Linked DNA regions of Mus musculus: regions 2 and 3 are each linked to region 1. The links are chromatin contacts, called in public Micro-C maps. All regions are on one chromosome and are shown on one strand. Each heading gives the region's core, a stretch centred on a gene start, on an enhancer-like site or on the middle of the called end of the contact. The rest is flanking DNA. Distances are from core to core; before and after follow the strand shown. Region 1 overlaps 4921509O07Rik (RIKEN cDNA 4921509O07 gene). Region 2 has its middle 12 kb from the start of Gm34471. Region 3 overlaps Cspg4b (chondroitin sulfate proteoglycan 4B).

What was found. Hi-C and Micro-C count contacts between places; a contact is called where the count stands out from the background.
Region 2: a Micro-C map of muscle stem cells shows a contact between it and region 1, with 15 times the contacts expected there. The contact joins two enhancer-like sites. A contact is called at or near these places in 3 of 484 Hi-C or Micro-C datasets (the C2C12 cell line, muscle stem cells and nephron progenitors) and 2 of 115 datasets of contacts at active chromatin or transcription factors (embryonic fibroblasts and embryonic stem cells).
Region 3: a Micro-C map of muscle stem cells shows a contact between it and region 1, with 7 times the contacts expected there. The contact joins two enhancer-like sites. A contact is called at or near these places in 5 of 484 Hi-C or Micro-C datasets (the C2C12 cell line, bone marrow-derived dendritic cells, embryonic stem cells and 2 more), 1 of 115 datasets of contacts at active chromatin or transcription factors (microglia) and 3 of 9 other capture datasets (adipose tissue, liver and pancreatic islet).

What each region holds. Positions count from the first base shown.
Region 1 is chr13:113,452,691-113,456,609 of GRCm38.p6, forward strand. The region is part of intron 5 of 4921509O07Rik (RIKEN cDNA 4921509O07 gene); the gene reads right to left. Among named protein-coding and RNA genes, the nearest start is that of Gm41071, 31 kb to the left of the region's middle. Within about 2 kb of position 2,016, at least 23 of the 459 cell types and tissues checked have an H3K27ac peak or open chromatin away from gene starts, as enhancers often do. A contact at or near this core is called in muscle stem cells, where this site is marked.
Region 2 is chr13:113,549,222-113,552,869 of GRCm38.p6, forward strand. No RefSeq gene overlaps it. Among named protein-coding and RNA genes, the nearest start is that of Gm34471, 12 kb to the left of the region's middle. Within about 2 kb of position 2,045, at least 71 of the 459 cell types and tissues checked have an H3K27ac peak or open chromatin away from gene starts, as enhancers often do. A contact at or near this core is called in muscle stem cells, where this site is marked.
Region 3 is chr13:113,339,909-113,343,522 of GRCm38.p6, forward strand. Cspg4b (chondroitin sulfate proteoglycan 4B) reads left to right here. Exons shown (of 10, transcript NM_001378698.1): 6 at 2,462-2,660. Among named protein-coding and RNA genes, the nearest start is that of Gm41070, 23 kb to the right of the region's middle. Within about 2 kb of position 1,418, at least 32 of the 459 cell types and tissues checked have an H3K27ac peak or open chromatin away from gene starts, as enhancers often do. A contact at or near this core is called in muscle stem cells, where this site is marked.

The DNA of each region.
Region 1 (3,919 bases), core at 766-3,265:
AGCCATTCTGATTGGTGTAAGGTGGACTCTCAGGGTGGTTTTGATTTGCATTTCCCTGATCACTAAGGACTTTGAACATTTCTTTAAGTGCTTCTCAGCCATTCAAGATTCCTCTGTTGTGAATTCTTTGTTTAGCTCTATATCCAATTTTTTGATTTGGTTGTTTGGGGTTTTTTTTTGAGATTAGCTTCTTGAGTTCTTTATATTTTTTGGATATTATTCCTCTATTGGATGTGAGGTTAGTGAAGTTTTTTTTTTTTTTCCCCAATCTGTAGGTTGCCGATTTGTCTTATTGACTATGTCTTTTGCCTTAACAAAGCTTTTCCATTTTATGAGATCCCATTTATCAATTATTGATCTTAGAGCCTAAGGAGGAGGGGGACCCCATAGGGAGACCAGCAGTCTCAACTAACCCGGACTCCCAGGATCTCTCAGACACTGAGCCACCAACCAGACAGCATTCACTAGCTGGTTGGAGAACCCTGGCCCATATACAGCAGAGGACTGCCTGGTCTGGCCTCAGTGAGAGAACATGTGCCTAACCCTTGAGAGACTTGAGGCCCCAGGGAGTAGGGAAGCCTGGCAGGGTTTGGGGTAGAGGTGGGAGCATCCTCTTGGAGACAGAGGGAGGAAGAGTGGGATGAGAAACTGTGGGAGGGTGGACCAGGAAGGGGTAACAACTGGTCTGTAAAAAAATTAAAGTAATAAAGGAGAAGAAGAAGAAGAAGGAGGAGGAGGAGGAGGAGGAGGAGGAGAAGGAGAAGGAGGAGGAGGAGGAGGAGAAAAAGAAGAAGAAGAAGAAGAAGAAGAAGAAGAAGAAGAAGAAGAAGAAGAAGAAGAAGAAGAAGAAGAAGAAGAAGAAGAAGAAGAAGAAGAAGAAGAAGAAGAAGAAGAAGAAGAAGAAGAAGAAGAAACCTCAATTGAATGTATGTATGTATGTATGGACCACAGTGCTACTCAATCTGCGGAAACCTCCAATTATCTTCTGTCTCAGCTCTGATGCTGTACTGTGATTTTTTTCTCATCATTCTCAGTTTTACTTTTCTGAATACTGAACTGAGATATTTGGAAGTGGAAGGTATCTGTGCTGCTGCCCTCTGATTCCCCCATACATTTATCGGAATAAGTCCAGCACCGAGCACTTTCTCCAATATTTCATCTCACGTATGAACCAAGGTTCTGCCAAAGTCCTCAACTATATTACATCTATTTAGTAATGTGCAGTTCTTTTTTCAGTTGAAAATCAGTGATTTTTAGGAGCATGTGCCATTCCATAGTGCTGTAGTACACTATACCTGTACTGTATCTCAGTTCATAAGACTTGCCAGTAAATATGTCAGTAAATGTGGCTGGAAAAGTTGCTATTGTTTGAAGTAATTCAACTGGATCCTCCAACTTGTAGAGACTATTCCACAATTATTTGTGCAAAAATAACACATTTTAAAACTAAGAATTATGTCATAAAATATCCCATTATGTTTCATCACTTTCTATCCTGCTGACCCCAATTCTTTTCATGGTTCGAAACCACACCTGGATTATTTACCATCCCAGTGTTCACAAATGGAGATTTATTTGGGCAGAGAACCGTGGCTCAGCTTGTCAGATGCAGTTTTAAAGGCACATGGTTTTGCTGCTGCTGCTTTTGTTGTTTTTGTTGTTGTTGTTTAGGATTCATCTCCTGACAAAATGCCATATGTAAGCAAAAAGGGAACTCTATAAAGTGTTCACTTAATAGAATAAAGTATTTTCAAATAAATAGAAAAAATAAGATCCATCTCTCGCCCAAGTCAAATATAAATCATTACACCCACAAGAAACATGTAGGCAGCGTCTAGTGTAGAAGGCTCTAATGCTGAGCGCTTTGGGGACCTCTTAAGAATGGCATGACGTGATCTGCATCCTCCACCTCCTCTGTCCCTTTGAGGAAATAACCACGCCCAAAGAGAGCTCAGTGACACTGTCCAAAGCTGAGGGCTGGTTGAGAGGTTTGAAGAGTGACTACAGCCGACATTCCACGCCGGAGGAGATCACTCTCAGTGCAGACAGGTGGGGAAGCTGTCAGAGTGGCATAGCTGTGGTCAGAGCTAATAATAACTCTATTATAAACCACAGCATAGCAAGGGAGACAGAGCAGTTTATAAGAATAAGATCGCGTTGGCTTAAATTGACCTCAGAGATATAAATCTGGCACTTCCATAGTTTTATATTCCAATTATGTCATGCAGGTCCATTTGTGGGTGACTAGTTCTTGAAATAGAGAGCTTGCCTCTTGCGTAGGTGGGAGTAACCTTGAATGGAGAGCTGTAAATTCAATGTCCTTTTGAAAGTTCTTCCACATTAGTTGTGTTTGACACTTTTAGAACAGGAAAATGACCCCATACTGGGCAGATTCTCTTCCATTGTTATCACCAAGCGGCTTTTCTCATGTAATTACTGTGTGTTGGCTCTAATTACAAGGGGGGTGTGAACTGTCTCCCATTTACTGAAAATGATCACCTCCTGCATTGAGATGCTTGGCTTTTCTGGTTTCTATGATCTCACCCTCAAAGATGGCATTAAAGCCAACCCTCTTTCTGGTAAAAATGTAAGGGCTTAAAAATGTAATGTCATTTGTTGATGAAAGCATATCTACAGCTTTACAAAAGAGAGAGAGAGAGAGAGAGAGAGAGAGAGAATGAGAATGTAGGTATTATATGCTGATGGTTTTATAATGTAACACAAAATCTTATGTCTATGTGGTTTTATATTCTAAATGGGAATTCAGATTCATCATTATTGAGAGTCTACACATTTGATTTACGTTCTTAGACCCAAATGGAGTTAACATGGAACTGACTATATTTGACCTTGACTTACATAGAAATGGTAGCCACAGTGATGGACAGCTCAGACCTCCTTTCAAGAAGGAAAGGCCCATGCCTGTAGGGAAGGCACAACTGGTTGTCTTGGAATATTGACCTTTATAAGAATTGACTCAGCTGAAGAGAAACCCCTGACTGAGATCTTATACACTTCCTGGATGACTGGTATCCAATGACCAGTCAATACTGATTATAAAATCCTCATTTCTTATCTTCTTGGGACAGCTCTGAAAATTACATGTTCCTACTCATTAGGAGGCTGCCTGACTGGATGGGATTACGCTCAGGGGTCCCATGAAAATGTGATAGGCTGTGACTGAGGGTTGGGCTCAGTTTCCAGGAATAGGCAGGCCAAGAGATTTGCTGCTTTATCAAGTGATTGATCCCTGTTGCTGTGCAATGAGTGTGACTCAGAGGAGATATTTGACATTTCCTTGATTCATTTGGGTCCCTTCTGGACCAAAGTTGTCTTTCCATGATGTTGATAAAAAAATGAATGAATGGAGAAAGAAAAGAAAAAAAGGAAAGGGAAGGGAAGGGAAGGGAAGGGAAGGGGAGGGGAGGGGAGGGGAGAAGAGAAGAGAAGAGAAGAGAAGAGAAGAGAAGAGAAGAGAAGAGAAGAGAAGAGAAGAGAAAAAAGAAAAGGAAGGGAAGGGAAAGGAAGGGAAGGGAAGGGAAGGGAAGGGAAGGGAAGGGAAGGGAAGGGAAGGGAAGGGAAGGGAAGGGAAGGGAAGGGAAGGGAAGGGAAGGGAAGGGAAGGGAAAAGAAATTACTAGTTGGGCCCTATGGATAGCTGAACTTGTTGGGCCCTTTTCATCTCATTCACTTTCCTTTCCCATGGTTCATGTAGGGAGAGTGACCACTAGAACCCGGGAGCTATTGTCCCAAGAAACTGTTCAAAGCAATGGATCTGAAACTGCAATTAATGGACTATGATGGAACTGGGTGTGGTCAGCCTAGATCCTCCTTTGGGGATGATACACTTATTCCCTCAACTGCTGAGTTAGCCTAAGCTATCAGCTACGGTGCTCTCTGATGAGAGCGCCCATACCAGT
Region 2 (3,648 bases), core at 795-3,294, 97 kb after region 1:
ACTAGGTATGGCCCCCATAGACTTATGTGTGTGAATGTTTGGCTTGTAGGAATGGCACCATTAAGAGGTGTGACCTTGTTAGAGTATGTGTGGCTTTGTTGGAAAAAGTGTGTCACTATTGGTGAGGGCTTTGAGGTCTTCTCATAGACACTCAAGCTCCAGCCAGTGAAAAACATAATCTCTCCTGGCTCCCTGTGGATCGCGATGTAGATCTTTCAGCTCCATCACCAAAACATGTCTGCCTGGATGCTGCCATGCTTCCCACCATAATGATAATGGACTAAACCTCTGAAACTGTAAGCCATCCCCAATTAAATAGTTACCTCTATAAGAGTTGCCGTGGGCATGATGCCTCTTCACAGCAATAAAAACCTAACTAACACACTTCCTAAACCTTCCTAAATTGTACCACCAACTGAGGATCAAGTGTTCAAATATCTGAGTCTATGGGGGACATTTATTATTCAAATCACCATGGATGGATGGATGGATGGATGGATGGATGGATGGATGGATGGATGGATGGATCTACTCACCTGCATCTAAGCTAGGAACCTCCTGGTCACTGGCCCCAGTCACTCACTAATACCCCAGTACACACTGCCCAGAAATTAATAGAGGGAAGGCTGAAGAGAGGGCACTTCACTTCTTTGTTCTTGAGCCATGCCTTTAATAGTTGAACAGGCTCGCACTGAGTAAAGGAGCTCTTTACTGGTCACTGTCCTCAAGTAGATACCTATAGCAATCAAACTAGCTAAGCAGGCCAGCCCTGAGCCAAATGAACTCGCAATTTCCTCCTACTTTCTTCCTCTTCTAGGTCCCTTTCCTCTGCCAGGGTTGCTCTTTTCCTGCCCTCAGGCTACTTCAGTAAAGGTACAAAAAATCTGCCCCCCCCCCCCAAAGAAGACGTCACCACTAAGCCATCCATGGGGTAGTGAAATTACATTTAAAAGATTTGTCTTATTTTCAATTATGGGCATATGTGCATGTCTATGTGTGGGTATGTGCACACAAATACAGGTGCCTGCAGACCAGAGGAACTGGGTCCTGTAGGGCGGGAGTTCTAAGCAGTGGTGAGCTGCCCAATGTGAATGCTGAAAACTTAAGTCAGGTCTCCTAAGTGAACACTAAGCATCCCTCCAGCCCCATCATAAGAGGCACCTTATAGAGAGTGAATGATTTTTATCCTCTATTTCACAGGTATTTGAATTTAGTGGGGTGGGACAGAAAAAGGCAAGATGCTGGAATGGCTGGCTCCCATAACAGTGCTACTGGCACCGCTGACATGAGAAGGGACTTCTTTCCATCTGATGGTTGTCATTCGATCTGACTATAGAGTCAGTCTAGTACTAGGATAAGATATGAGAGGCAGGAAAGGGAGGGAGGCTTGGACCTCTGGGGACTGCTATCATGACACAACATCCTTAAGTAAAACCCTGTCTGTATTTGTTGTTGGGATCCTTGCTAGTAAAGTAGACAAGTGAAAGGGTAGAAACCATTCAAGAGAACCAGAGGGCCTGCTGCAGTATTTTTGTCGTTTTGGGCTTTGTTTTGTTTTATGAGATAGAGTCACTAATATCCTGTGCTGGCCCTGGACTTGCTAAGTAGCCCAATTTCTCCACATCCCCAGCCCTGAGACTATAGGCATGTACCACCACACCTACTTTATGATTTTCTTATTAGAAATCAAACCCAGGGCTTCAGATCAAATCCATGTAAGCACTCTATTAACTGAACTACACCCCACAGCCCCAACGTCTATTGTGTTTTCTGGAATGGAAAACCAAGCTGATAACATCCACTTCAGAGGGAAAACAGACGCCTGTGGCTGTGAGTAACTCCATTCTTCTGGGTTAAGTCACAATCCTTTCCCCCATCTGCTCTTCTTCTAAGACGATCTGAGTGTGCCCCAGCTCTTCTATGCACATTCTGTGGTTTGTTTTCACAATTTTGTGTCCCGAGCAGGCAGGGTGGGACACACTCTGCTGGGTAAAGCCCTGTCTCACTACAGAGAACAATTCCCTCTAGACAGACGCAAGTACTGCGGTGCTTCCTGTCTCCCACCCACTGTCCATCCCAGCCTGAGTACCAGCCCCTCATGCCAGTGGTTAGCCTGGCAGCCTCTTGCTGCCTGCTTCATGAGCCAATATATATATATTTTTTTGCTTGCTTCAAGCTGCCTTGTAGAATTTGTTATTGAATTTGCTGTGATCTCAGTACCATGTGCTGCCAACAAATACAAGACAGGGATAAATATTTCACTGGCATAAAGTTGGCTCGTAGCTCAGCCTACGTCATTAAGTTTCAGCCAGAGCTTTTATTATGACTGTTTAGTTCCCAAAGGTAGCTAATTTGCCAAGTTGAAGAACTGACCCACTTATCTTCAGGAGTTAAGAAGACGTAATTCTTCGAGACACCCTTAAGTACCCAACTGGGTTGTACCCCCAAAATAATCTTGATTTCAAAGAAGCCCAGGAGAGTGGCCAGTCTGCTTGTGGATCTCTTCTGCATTTCAGGCTTTTCTTTCCCAATCATCAAAATAAGAGAGAACACTGTTTGTGTCTTGTATGCTGTCATAGATCTTGATAGATCGTGAAATAGTGGTGTTAAATGATGTAAAGCAACAGATAGTATAGAAAAATGTGATTTTACAGTGACTAGGCAGGAGTTAAAAGCAGGATATTGGAAACCCTATGACAGAATGGAGCCAAGGTGTTGAGCAAGGGTTTAGATACATCTGTATTCAAAAACTACCAGGGAGGGACCGACTTATGGACTCCTTGTCCCATTTACTGTCTTCCTCTATTGGAATTAATCAACTGTAACTTGTGCATGAGTAGACTTTCCAATTATAAGGTGAATTAGGATAAAGAGGTAAGACCATTTACACATTTGGAGATTAGTTGGAAGGACCCACAGAGTTTGGCCCATAGAATTGTATTCTAACCTAAATAGTATTGATTAAAGTTAACCATGGTTAGCTTTTATGTTTTAAAAAAAATTCAAGTTTCAGGAAATCCTTAAATCCAAGTTGCAAACAGACCCTTTAAAGTCTTATTGTGATTTCTTTGCACTGCAACCTCCTGGGTCAGTGAAGGACAATCTCTTCTGTACTGACTAAAAGAACAAAGCATTGATGGTATAAAGTGAATTATAATTCTAGCAACCAAAATCCTTCCCTGAGCAAATTGAAGGTTGAATTGTTAACTGCTCACAAATTAACTTGGCCATCTTTTATTGACTGAGCTCTCTATGGTCATTTTACCAATGAAATTGGCTCTTGGTCCAAGTTGGCCAACGACTAAGGACCAGGATTCAGGGAAGATGTGTGTACAAGACAGAGCAGGTTGTTCATTAACTAAGTGAAGGGAGTTGACTTGTCCACCTCCATGTGGGTAGCTCTGTCTTCTCTTATCCTGCTGAGGACAGTCTAGCAAGGTGAAGACAGCTCAGACAGGAGGGGAAAGGTATACTCTTTAGTTTTAAAGGCTAAAACTGGGGGGATCCAATAGAATCAGAGGAAGGTTCTCAACTGTTTTAGTCATTAGAGTTGCCATGCTTCTAACTAGAGCCTACACAGACACTCACACACCCAAGTCACAGATTTGGGCATCAACAGACAGAATCCATGAGAATGTGTTGCTGCTA
Region 3 (3,614 bases), core at 168-2,667, 110 kb before region 1:
AGAGAAGCTTTAGATTCTCTGCTAGGAAGCATAGAAGCAGATGCAGTGTTGGTCTGCCAGTAAAGATGGCACATAGACTCAGGAGTGTGCACATGATGTCTCTGTGTTCTGCAAGCAATAGCCATAGGTAAAGGTGTGAAAATTGAGCTAATGATAAAGCCACTTGTTTTGGTGCTGGTGAAACGCCATGTGTCTTAGTCACTGTGAAGAGACACAATGACCAAGGCCTCTCTTACAAAACCAAAGCATTAATCTGGAGGCTTGCTTATAGTTTCATTATTATCATGGGAGGGAGCATGGCAGCAGGCATGGTGCTGGAGAAGTAGTTGAGAGCTACATTCTGATCTCAGGGAGAGAGAGAGAGAGACAGAGACAGTGAGAGAGAGAGAGAGAGACAGAGAGAGACAGAGACAGAGACACAGAGAGATATAGAGAGAGACAGAGAGAGACAGAGAGAGAGACAGAGACAGACACAGAGAGAGATAGAGAATGGGCTGAACATGGCTTTTCAAACCTTAAAGCTCACCCCTAGCGACATACTTCATTCAACAAGGCCACACCTCCTAATCCTCCTAATTCTATCAAAGAGTTCGACTCCCTGGTGATTAAACATTCAAATATGGGGGGGGGGGGCATTTCCCACATCATGTGACTCCCTGATTTTAAAACTTCTGATATCTGATTCCATCCGGTGAGACTCATTTTAGAAGCAACAGTGAGCTCCTGCTCTCCGCTGTCCACTCCCCATGAGGCTGTCTCCCTTTCAATGGTGGGCAACGTTTCCTTGTCACTGGGAAAGTGTGTTGTCAGCCCCCTGCCTTTCCTTCCTCTGTAACTCTCATGTCTAAGCCCTCACCACCGTTAGCAGACACCCAGATCCAGCCCACTTCCCATCCTGCTGTGGCTTCCCCACTGTCATTCTTTGTAGATTTCTCATAGTCAGTCAACCACTGACTGGTTTCCTGCTTCTACAGACCATCATGACATAAAGGCCAGGCTGGCCACAAGTCAAGACTGTACTTGGATTTTCCCCCTGGCCTCCAGGACAAGGTGGCATTCAGACAGTGCAGATTTGTGGACCATCTCTTGTGTTTTGAGACATTTTCTTTCTTCTTTATCTTGCTTATTTTCTTTCTGCCATAATGACCTCTTCACCCCTCCTCCAACCCCGTCTACCCCCAGTGTCCCATGTTCTTTTTCTGTTCCTGGATATGCAGATATGTGCATGGCTTCTTTTTTGCCCTATGTGGCCTTCCTCTAACAAGCCTCCTGCTTTAATAGTCTACATCCCAGAACCCCCTACTGTGGTTCATTGTTTTTGTGGTATAGGGATTTTATAACTCACTACATTGTTCATTCCTATTAGGCCTGTTCCCTCCTCTCTTGTGTTCTTTTCTGCCCTCTGCCCACAAAGGCATGACTCCTTTTGTTTCATTCACTGCTACAGTGCAAGCATCCAAAACATTTGCTGGCACATGGTGGATGAGCAATATTTTTGGTTAAGTGTTGAGTACAGTTGGTAAAGTCCCCAGCATCCACAAAAAACCATCAGCCAGCCACAGTGATGCATTTGTAATCCCAGTTCTTCAGAGGTGAAGATGGGCAGATCCCTGGAGCTCTCTGGACAGTTAGCCCAGCCTAGTTCATGTCCCTCTGAGAGACTTTGTCTAAAAAATAAACGAAGTGCATCACCCTGAAGAAAGACACCTTAGGTTTTCCTCTGGCCTCCACAGGCATGTGCACACCCATGAACATGCAAACATATCTGCACACATACACACACACACCTGAACACACATGGAGTGCGGAAGAGACGGGGATAAGCAAGAGACTGAGTGAGCACAGGAGACACACAGAGAAATGTTCAGGCAGTGTAAATAGATTTTTAACAGGAAGAGGAGAAAGCAGCCATGTTTCTTAGCCATGGTTACAGATGTGAACCATCAGTACAGCAAACAGCACAAGAACAAAGAAAGCGGGCCCTCGTTTTCATGTAAGACAGGAAGAATAGAGGGAACGGCAAACGTGCAATGTGCATTCTTCTTCAACTGTTTAAAGCTGGTGACACAGCTACTGATAGCGGTGTGTAGAGATCCTCAGGCCAACCGGAGAAAGTAGCTGCTGCATTGTTTGGCATTCCATGTGGTGTATTTAGCATATGGATAGCACATAAGATGCTTTGTAGCCAGTGGCTGTATAGCTAGATATTTACATCAGTGCCTATACACTATTGAGTAGTTAATTTTGAGTAAACAATTAGTTAAAACTTTTAATCTAAATCACGGACACTGGCATGTACATGGTGCATAGACATACGTGCAGGCAAAACACCTATATGCGTAAAAAGTAACTCCATTCTTTAAAAACCTCGGGTGAGTCAGTTTAGTTTTTCCATCTTCTCACGTGGGGTCCACGGTCCTGATGATGAGGGTGGACTGGAATTGGTTCTCTTCTCTTTAAGGTGTGGGTGAATTCTGTCACTGAGGTGACCAGAGGGGACCTGTGTGCAGGAGATGGGGACTCTTCCCCACAGGACTTGGTCTACTGGGTCACTCCTCCCAGCAACGGGCATCTGGCTCTCAAGTCCACTCCTGGCAGAAGGATCCAGAACTTCACTCAGGCTCAGATTGACGAGGGTCAGCTGGTGTTCGTGCACACTGGTAAGTCACAGAACAAAGCGGTGTCGATCGAGGACATGTGTTCTGAGGATCGAGTGAGGTGGCTGTCAGACCTAAGAGTTGCTGACTGAAAATCACAGATCATAGAAACTTCCCAAAGTCTGTGTTTTTTTCTGAAAGCAACATGCTTCGGAGAGCCAATGAAAGCATTAGAGCCTGCCCGAGCCTCCTGAGGCTTACTCAGAAGGGCACAGAAGGTCAGGCCTTCCATGAGAGCCCACTCCTCCCTCTCTCTGTGGTTCTCCGCCCTTGCTTTGGCTGTGAGAAGACTTGGGCCTGTTTGTTTTCTCCCTTTCCCATGACAGCACAAGCCTTCTAAGAAAGGGCAGAGACTGGTATCCTCAGCCCCTCAAACAGTGACTAGAACATAGTAGATGCTTAACAAATAAAATGGTTTTGAACAAATGAAGTATTTTTTTTTTTAACTACAAAACACCAACTATGTACCAGGTAGTAACATTGCAGACACTGAGGATACAAAGCAGTTTTTGTACAAGGATTGTATTCATGAATGAATGAATGTAACTATAATCATGAGAGATCCTAATGTTGGTTAGAAGGCTCTTTCTGCTTCCTGCTAGTCTTCAGTGAATCAATACTGACAACGTTTGCTAGAAATCTGCTGAAATGGTAGCCCAGGAACTCAGCCAGGGTAGCCTGGCTTTGTTGTGAGACTGGCCTCGTCAGTGGACCAGGCTGGGCAGCTGCCGGAAGGAGGCATGAGGAAGGCATATGACCCAGGAATGCATGACCTAAAAGCTCAAATCTTACCTTTCCCCCAGTTGGTTTGAACTATATTACTTGAGACTATAATAAAGAAAAGAAAGATAGGACACCTTTTAAACTCAGAGACAATGATACCCTGATTATCTATAATATACTTAGCACCCAGGTTTCCCAAAGAATCTGAAAACAAATTTGCATATGGATGCTCTC